2 separate regions of the Pan troglodytes genome follow, and region 2 is linked to region 1. A link is a contact called in public Hi-C data. All regions are on one chromosome and are shown on one strand. Each heading gives the region's core, a stretch centred on a gene start, on an enhancer-like site or on the middle of the called end of the contact. The rest is flanking DNA. Distances are from core to core; before and after follow the strand shown. Region 1 holds the start of SEPTIN11 (septin 11). Region 2 overlaps SHROOM3 (shroom family member 3).

Region 1 (4,429 bases), core at 137-2,636:
CACCTACCAGCGAAATCCAGCATCAGTTCCAGGGCAGCCGGACCCGCGCCCGGGGACGACTGACCCTTAGCCCAAGGCTGCGGGGGCGTCGGAGTCTTGAAGCGCAGGCGAGGCAGGGCCAGCGGGAAAGGGAGACTCAAGGCCCCAGGGGATCTGGGCGTTTGAAGACTCAGGTCAGACTCTGAGGCGCCCCAGTCTAAAGAGACGGGTTGTCTTTTCCCTAATTCAGGAGGCCAGGCTGTCCCTTGGGGCGTCGTACCGAGGGCAGATCACAGCCCTTCCCTCCTCACCACACTTTCCCTGTGCTTCCACCCAGCTGGTTCCCCGCCCTGTCCATCGCTGTCCTCAATCGCTTGTTGTCGTGGGCCCCCCTCTCCGGCCCACGTGGGGCCGCAGGGATCCACAGCTCATCTGACACACCTCGCTGCCCCGCACGAACCGGGACCCCTCCATTCCGCCGGCCCCTCAGACACGCAGTAACACCCCAACATCTGCTGGGAAAAAAATCTTCCCCACGGCGGAGGAGTTCTCAGTCCCACGCGCCCAGAGTCGCACCCACTCGAGCCACCCGCCTGTTGCCGTCGCCACGCCCTCCAGCCGCAGCCCCAGCGCGCATTCCTACGGGTCGCCGGGTCTGTCGCCAGCGATCGAATGAAGTCGGCTGATCCCCCATGTGTGGCTGCTCCAGTGACACCCAGGGGAGGCCTCGGTCCTTACCCCTAGAGCAACCAATGGCTGCCTTAATTCTTCAGCGGGGGCGTTCTTTTTCTTCCTCCCAAGCAGGCGGCCGTTGGGTCGGCCGAAGGCAGCAGCGACTACTACGGCTCTTCCTCTCCAATGGGATCCCCTGTCTGCCCGCGCGCCACAGTGACAGCTTCCAGATGCCTGTCTTTAGTCTCCCTTCTCAAGGGAAGCGGTGGGCGACCGAGGTGCGGCCTGGAGGGCCCCCATGTGGGAAGGGAAGACTTGCGGAAGGGCAATTCTTCCAGTGCGGAGACGAGGAGGCCAGCCCAGCCGCACTTCGGTCGCCCACCGCTCCGCCTGGTGGTCCGCAGCCCCTTCCAGGCCGGCTTCTCCGGGTGGGGCGTGCTAGTCCGGGGCTAACTTTCCGCCACGTGCTGTCCCTGCGACCCGTCTCCCCCGGTCGCCCTTCCTTCTCCCGGCGGCCGCTGGAGCTGCCCGCTTCGTGGAGCCGGTGGCAGGCCCCGGGGCTGAGAGCTCGCGCCCAGGCTTTTACTCAGATTCCAGCACCTGATGGAGCAGGGGGTGGCGGCCAGCGCACAGGCTGTCGGCATCTCATGGCAGCGGAGACGGTCGTTTGGGGACGGAGGGGCGAGCCCTGCGGCCGGGGCCAGTGGAGCTGGGCTCGGAGCCCGCCCACCATCCTCCCGCCCACCACCGCGGCCGGGCGCGCAGGCTCACACCCCTTCCTGGGGAAGCGAATGGTCCCTTCCAGGCGGGTGGCCATGTTGCTCTAATAAAGCGGGAGGGGCGGCGGCGTGGGGGGAGCAGATGCCGCTGGCTGCCAGCGGGACGCCGGCGAGCAGAGCGCAGCCGCGAGGGAGGCGCGAGGGAGGCGAGCCGGAGCCCGAGCACTAGCAGCAGCCGGAGTCGGCGGAAAGCACCCGGGCGCAGCCGGAGCCGGTGCCGCAGCTGCGATGGCCGTGGCCGTGGGGAGACCGTCTGTGAGTGCTGGGGCCTCGCCTGCTGCTCCTCGGGCGCCGGGTGGTCTCTGCTCTGGGGCGGGTGCGGTGAGGACCACAGGGGAGCCGGGCGGGTGCTCGGCCCTGCGGCGGCGGCGACGGCTGTGGGTGTGTGCACGAATTTGGGCGCGCGTCTGGGGTCGGGGTTAGGAGCCCAGGGGCTCAGTTACGTGATGCAACAGTGGATCGCCTCGTCGCGTCCCTCTTCTGGGGATGCGAAAGAAAAAGGACCCCTCTCCTGTTCCCTTTAAAATAATTCTTTGAGGCGCGGCGTGTCTCAGCCGCCTCCCTCTGCCCGCGCACCTCTTCCCTCGTGACAGCCAGAAGGGCGCCGGGTTCGGGGCTTTCCTCCAGTCTCCCCCGCGCCGAGGGGGCGCTCAGGGCATGGGAATTGCGAGCTGAAGTGCTGCGTGTGGCACAGCTGTAGAAGCAGGTCAGAGGGGTGGGATTTCCGTGGTGGCCTCCCCAGCGCATTGTGAGATCCCGGACACCCTCGGGCATCCACCCGGCTGAGCGGGCCCTGCCCAGGATGTGGACAAAGCCCCAGATAACACACACAAAGTTTTCTGGAGGCTCCCTTGTGGTGTGGGTGGAAGGACTGAAATGTTCTGCGGCTGAAAGGCCGGGGGCGGCGGGCTGAGGAGGCTGGGACGCGAGGAAGAGGAAGGGCGGGCGGGTGCGTGAAGAATCGAGTGCCCCACGGCGGGAGGGAGGAGAGTAGGAGGGAGGAGATACCTTTGCCCCGAGTGTGTGGGCCAAGGCGCCGCGCCTACTGGGTTGCAAGACTCGGTCCGCGCCCCGGGGCCGGGCCGGAGGGGAGCGGGACTCCGAGGGTGCGGTTCAGTGGCCGCTCCGCATCCCCAAGTGAAAGGCGGAGGAAGGGGCGGCGGCGGCCTTTCCTTTTTTTTGAAAGGAGCGGAGCTGGGTGGGAAAGGCGGAGTCCTCCTGTTTTCCCTTTCCCCTTTTCGTCGTCGATGTTCACAGTCCACTCGCCTTACTGGCTTTGGGGGCGCCTCGGGCGATGTCTTTCCCTGTCTATCACCTCCTCTTCCCTTTTTCTTCTTCCCTTTCCCACAGCTGTGCAGCTGCAGGTGGTGGCTCGGGAGATTTTGTAGTTACAGACGAAAGACTTACTGAGACACTGGAAGCTCGGAAATCCCAGAAATGCAAGGCTGTGCTCTCAGGCTCCCGGCTCTTCCCCCTCTCCCCGCCTAACTCTTCCCCAGATACGCGCGCCTTTTGCACCCTACCCCCTCGGGAGAAGTTCATGGGTCCCTTTGCGGATTCTAATTCGATTTGGTGGTTCGGCTGCCCGCGGTGCTGTCAAAGACGTTTTCTGCAGTCAGAAAACACAGCGGTCATATCGAATCATAACTGTCTTTTAGGCCTTTTCAACTCTACGATTTAATGACATGGCTCTTTTAAGAATTCTGGTCTTCTTTTGCACATAAATTGTGCTCTTGATAATCAGTGGTCACATGTAGGTTATTGTTACTGAGGGAATTTGCATAGTCTCTGGGCTAGTCGTTTTATTTTTGGTGAGAAAATTGAGGTCTATAGAGGTGAAATTTATCTGGTTAAATTACTCCTCCCCCTGCCCCCCATTATACTTATTAGCAGGCATAGATTCAGAGAACTAAAATAACAATATCTGCTTTAGATAAATTGGCAAACGTTTAGGATTGCAAATATTCAGTGGGGGTGTTTGGCTTTTTCAGTAACACGTATTATTGCTGGTGCATTCTTGAGGGATGGAGGAGGTGGAAGAAATAATTAGCTGCACGTTTTCTATAAATTAGTTCATATATGTCAGTTAAATAGGAACAGTATGTGGATTTAAGGTTTAGTTGTGTGGCCGTAATCACATCCAACACCAAGTCGGCCAACCATATGTGAGCTTAATCCCACAGAATTCTTATGTTAGATCTCCCTTTTCAGATAATAGAGGAGATTTTTTTTAAGTATACGTGCACAGAGGAAGTGACTTCTTTCTGCGCACTCTGTTGTCACCGGAATTAAAATTAAATTACAATCTAAAGACAGAAGACTTTTCTTTTGGAAACCTAATGTAAGAGTGATTAGGAATTGACTATAAAGTTAGAAAGTCTACAGAAAATGTGTGATCACATTTCACAGATAATTGTTGAATCCTTTCACTTTGTTCATTGGGCTATTGTCTTAAGTGTGATCTCGGCAGTTATGGCTTTAAAACAAAGTCAATGAATGGGGAAGATTCTTGAGACACAGCTCCATGGAATCTACACTGCATCTTTAAAGTTAAGAGTTCTCTGGCCCTCCCATTTCTTATCTAGTCTGTGATTTCACCAAAAGAAAGGAAGGGTGCGCTGAGGGAAAAGAACCACTCCGAAGTTGATTTATGTGTGAATGGAATTTCCCTAGGTATTTAATTAGATTTTTTTAAAAGTTATTTAGGACATATATCTCCTTTTGCGATAACTACCTCTCCCCGCCAGACTGAAGAAAAATGCAATCTGAATAACTTACCCTAAATTTTTGATATTCTTGAATGGGAACATCTGAGTGTGATATCCCAGGTAAATATGACATTTTAGTGGGCAAAAATGCTTACATGTCAAATGCACTATTTTCTATCTTATGAAATGGTTATATTCTGTTACAAACCATTCAAACCTCAAGGCTAAATTCAGATAAGTTTCTTAAGTGGATTTGTTGTGGACTGCAAAACAAAGCTTCAATTTAGTGTG
Region 2 (4,926 bases), core at 562-3,061, 360 kb before region 1:
ACGCCAGCCTGGCGACAGAGCAAGACTGCATCTCAAAAAAAAAAAAAAAAAAAGAGTCACATAGATTTCTTTTACTGTAACAACATAACATCCATGAGGACTGTGTATGCAATATACACAGTTCCCTGAGCCAACACAACCTGTTGAGGATGTTGTCACAGAGAATCTGGAGCAGAGTGGATCTGAAGTGAGCTTAAATTGGACAGAGCTGGACTATGAGGAAGTGACTGGTGACACAAATGAGTCCACTCCTGGCTCCTTTAAACTACTGTGAATGTTCTGGTCTTTTCAGGAATGGCGTTCCCATACTAGCCGGCTGATTGTGATAAACAAACATCAAACATGACCATTCGTCATTCCGCATAGTGGAGATGAGCTCTGGTCTGCAGCAGGAGGTTGTTAAATTTGACATATTCAAAATGAATTGCACGGCCTGGCTGCTCTTGAACTCTGGCTTGCTGGGAGTAGCCTATGATGGAAGGAAATTCCACTCTGTGGTGGTGTTTTGGGGAGGTTGCATGGTGGGGAGAGGAAAACATAAAGCTGGGATAAGAACAGTGCTTTCCTAAGAAAAAAGGAGGCTACTTTTGAACGAATGCATCTATGATGCCAGATCTAGTGGGAGGCTTCTCTTCTTTTGAAAGATGATTCTGTGCCCCACCCCATTCCTATCCCACATTTGCCTCAATTTCATTTCCTTAGATTTCACATTATAGAGATATAAATAACTCTGGAATTCAAGTGGAACATTCTAGAGAGACAGACATTCTAGTTAATACAGGAACAATCTTTCAATAAAATTAGTATCACCTTTGAAATGCAATGATACTTTGAGGATGCTTCAGACTTTGTTGGTGTTTGGAATGATTACTACTGCTGGTAGAAAATAATGCCACTGTGAATTCAAAATTCTGTGTGTGTGGGCAGGGGGGCATGCTCCCTTTCTCTCTTCTTTCTGTGCCTAAAAATAACCTGCAAATCTTGTTCAAATTCTTTTGCAAGGAAATTTATAAATTGTCTGTGTATTCTATAATTATTTTCCCATCATGATGGCTCTAAGGAAAATACATTTACATACCCATAAACTCAGACACTCTTGGAGTCCCATTTTCTTTCTGTGTGTGCTGTTCCTTTTCTCTTTCTCTCTCTCTTTGTGTCTATGGTTACTGTTAAGCTGACCCCTACAGTCTGGGGCAAATACCAAACTTGAATCAAGCACTACTTATCCATACAGCTGCGAAGGACTGCGGTTTCAGGGCCTCAGATGATAGATTTAAGTAAAGTCTGTAACTGGATGGAGTTTAGGAAACCTGTTATGATTTCATCTACAAAGGCGGGCTGCATCGCACCCCACTGTGCTGAATTTTAAGATGCAATGTGGTGTTGTTGTTTTGTCTTTTTTTAGGAGCAGCATCTTTATTATAAATGATCTATTTTTATGTCTGTGGTGATTTTTATAATACTGAATTTCATTGTTGAGAACAATGACTGTAGAAAGATCTTTCTTTATTGTTCCTGCCTCTTCTCCCAGTGTCTGGAAGAAACTGTTGCTTGCAAAAAACATAGCTAATTAAAAATTGAACTTAATTAGCTACAAAGAAGCCCGACTCGCCAGGGCTGGGAGGAAGGGCAGATAAAGCTGCCGACGCTGTGTTCTTCTTTACCTTCGCTTTAATGGTCTTCACAGCACGTCGTGTTTATGAGTCAGAGGACCCTAGAGCGACACTTGTTGGGGACGGGCAGGACACCACAGCACGACAGGCAGCTCCTGCAAGTGGCGGCGGGAATGCACGCCGGAGTCGGCGTGCCAGCGCGGTGGAAACCGGTTCTCAGGTTCTGGCCGAGTGGACTTCCCCTTACATCAGCGGGCCAGCTCCTGTCAGGCAGGCGGCCGGCGATTGGCCGGGAGGAGGCAGTCATTCAAACTGCCTTTTGTGTTTGGCTAATCAGGGCAGCCCAGGTTCCCAGCGGAGGTGCGTCTGTGGTGTCAGACACCTGTGTCTCAGCTCTGTCTTCCTCGGGCTAGCTCCTGCGGATCCTTCCTGGGCAGAACCGTGCCTCTAGGCCACCTCCCCCAAGCCACCAAGCCCCCGCGGTGGGCCAGCCTTGGCCCAGTGTCACGCAGGACAGAAATGACCAACAGATAACTGAGGACAATGGACCTGCCTGGGCATAGACTTCCTTAAGGTAAGTCCATTTTAAACCAACGATTTCTCGATGACATTATTTCTCCGTCGATGTTGGCAGAAATGCCAGCATTGGGAAGGTAAACTAAAGAGAGGTAGGGAAGTTGTTCAAGTTAGGCCTTTGCGATGAAATCACCAAGGTTTTGGGCTGTCAGATATGCTGACAAAATAATATAAAAGAATAAAGAAACATGTACATGGGGAGGAGAGAGCTTGACAAATGACTCTAGTCCTCTCAGGCAACGGGCACTTTTTCCTATTTGATGAGAAGCTCAAGTGATAACAGAGTAAAGTAACTTTTAGTTAAGGCCAACAAATATATATGCTAACTTGTGTAATAAGACCAAGTCAGCCTGAACATCTTGGCTCCCTCCAATCATGCAACCTCAGGATTTACAGCCTAATTTTAATTATAACTTATTTTTAAAGCTATCTTTAACTTTCTTATTTGGGATATGAAGGCAGCTTTTGTTTTTTAGGTCTGTTCAACATGGGTGAATCAATGAATTGCACTTCAACAGCAAAATTGGATTGTATTGATTGGTTGGCTCACTCTTCTCATCCTTTATGTTTCAGAGAAGGTCGGATTATAAATGCAAGCACCTACATTTAAGCAACAGTTGAGATGCTTAAGAACGTGCTTCTGTGTGATTCTGATTAATCCTTAACTATGCTCTGATTTCATTTTACTTGTAAATCAATTGACACATACTTCAGGGACCATCCTGTCTTTTCTCTGGGGTTGCTGTCACCGTATTTGTAACTTGAGGATTTAATAATTGAAGATTGATAAAAAAGACTGGTGGTTTGGGACTAGTGTTTTCACCCTGTCTGTTTTGTTGTGATAGGAAGGAAAGTAATTTTCCCTTGGATTTAAATTTTTTTCATTGAAAACATTCTGAAAATGGGTAAAGTTCTCTTTATAAATCTAAAGAGGTTCTGAGACTACTTTTCCCATCTCATTAATTTCAAGGATGTAAACACCTTCATGAAAGGAAGGTGTTTACCCGTTCTCAATGATTCTGTTCAAGTGATAAACAGCAATAGGGCAAACAGGTCATTCAAAATCTGTGCTAATCATCCTCAAGTGTGTTTTTTCTTCCAATGATTACAGCCAGTTGGAGTTTTCCATTTTTTTCAGCAGTTAGCTAAAGTGTCTTTATAAAAACATTTTCCTATAATAAAATAACACATTAGTGACATTTAATATAAACATAAAAATTACTGCTTTGGTGAATAAAAGCACCAGAAATGGCATTACCCATCAGATGAAATATGATCATCACACAAGTCTACAGCAATCACTTAAAAATATAGTGTATATGCAAGTGATTTTAAAATATGGATCCATAGGTAGGTAGACACAAAGTGAATTTATAAATGTTGAAATAGTTAAAGAGAAATGAACATTGGAAAGCTAAATAGATATTGAACATTTTTATATTTCAAAAATCTACCTTCGCTTATGAATTACAACCTAGAGAATATATAAATCAAAGGTAATTTCCTGAGTTAAGTATAAGTCATTTTTTGTATGGAGAGGGATAAATACCCTCATCTTATTCCCTAATCTTAGCCCTAATCATTGTCTTCCATAAAAACCCCAGTATCCTAAAAAGGTACAGAAAGGAAGAGGAGAGAGCTGGTTGAAAAACTTCTTAACAATACTTAAAAGTAAACAAAGTCACAAACCCCACGTTTTATATTAAGAGTGTAGAAAGCCCTTGTTCAGGTCTGCAGAGTACCAGCGCACTCCAAATATGTAATTTAACACATTCATTAATAACTATGATAAATAGATATTTTATTCCAAGAACAATATCATTAGAGAGTTAGATTGGAGGGCAAGGGGATTAAGTATCTTAAGTTTATTGTTTCCCGAGTGACCATTTTTAAAAGCCTCCTTCCAGGAACTGTGGAATGCCTGCCAGGCTCCCTGACTGCTGTCTGGTGAGGGTCCCTACTGGTGCTGTGGACAGCACAATACACAATGGGGCACAAGAAAGCCACGCAGCCTCCCCCTCCTAGACACATGCTGTGCACCCCCTTGGCTCTGCTTGGAAGGTTCAGCTCTGCAAATGGAAGGTTGCAAACATCAGACACCTTCCTCTCTCTGTTTCTGTCTCTCTCCCCTTCTTCTCCCCACAGTGTCCAGCCTTGGCCCCTGACTTTTCCTGGGGTTGGGGAGGCCTGTAGGTTCAGAAGCTGAGCAGCTGGGTGAAGATCTCCCTTAGCTCAATGTGCTCTGGCCATAGGGAGCAGACAAGCAAGCTGAGTTTGGGTAGCCCTAGACACATGGAAAAAGAAACAGCTTCCTCACCTCCACCCCTCCATAGATGACTTCATTAAAATGTCGCTGGTTAAGAGGGAAAACGTAGCACTCCCTGTTAGGCCAAACCCCTAAAAGGCATGTTTTTTAGAAAACAAAAAATAAACAAAAAAAATCCCCAGCAGCCTTAATGATCACATTTTGGTGACGGGTGGGAAGGTATACTTTCATACAAATGGATGATTTTGGAAGGCATGAACCTAAGCTGTCTCACACAATTTTGCTTCTTAGTTGGACTGACTGGTTTAAAAAATGAAGCCCAAATGATAGCCGCAGAGCGGTATGGGTGGCATATCATCTGATCCCATTGAGATAAAAGCTCTCAACAAACTTGTGTGAACCAAAACTGATAGAATGAGTGATGTTCCACAAGTGATCAAGAGACTCCTAGCTGGGTGCGGTGGCTGACGC

What was found. A called contact is a pair of places that touch in the nucleus more often than the background predicts.
Region 2: a Hi-C map of stem cell-derived neural progenitor cells shows a contact between it and region 1, with 3 times the contacts expected there. The contact joins the enhancer-like site here to the promoter of SEPTIN11 in region 1. A contact is called at or near these places in 1 of 7 Hi-C or Micro-C datasets (stem cell-derived neural progenitor cells) and 1 of 1 datasets of contacts at active chromatin or transcription factors (stem cell-derived excitatory neurons).

Annotation. Positions count from the first base shown.
Region 1 is chr3:53,180,028-53,184,456 of NHGRI_mPanTro3-v2.0_pri, reverse strand. It overlaps SEPTIN11 (septin 11), which reads left to right and starts at 1,386. Exons shown (of 10, transcript XM_054682944.2): 1 at 1,386-1,685. The coding sequence starts at 1,659. LOC104006065 (a long non-coding RNA gene) reads right to left here and starts at 1. Exons shown (of 4, transcript XR_008547508.1): 1 at 1.
Region 2 is chr3:53,539,401-53,544,326 of NHGRI_mPanTro3-v2.0_pri, reverse strand. All of the region lies in intron 5 of SHROOM3 (shroom family member 3), which reads left to right. Among named protein-coding and RNA genes, the nearest start is that of CCDC158, 160 kb to the left of the region's middle. Within about 2 kb of position 1,811, at least 5 of the 24 cell types and tissues checked have an H3K27ac peak or open chromatin away from gene starts, as enhancers often do. A contact at or near this core is called in stem cell-derived neural progenitor cells, where this site is marked.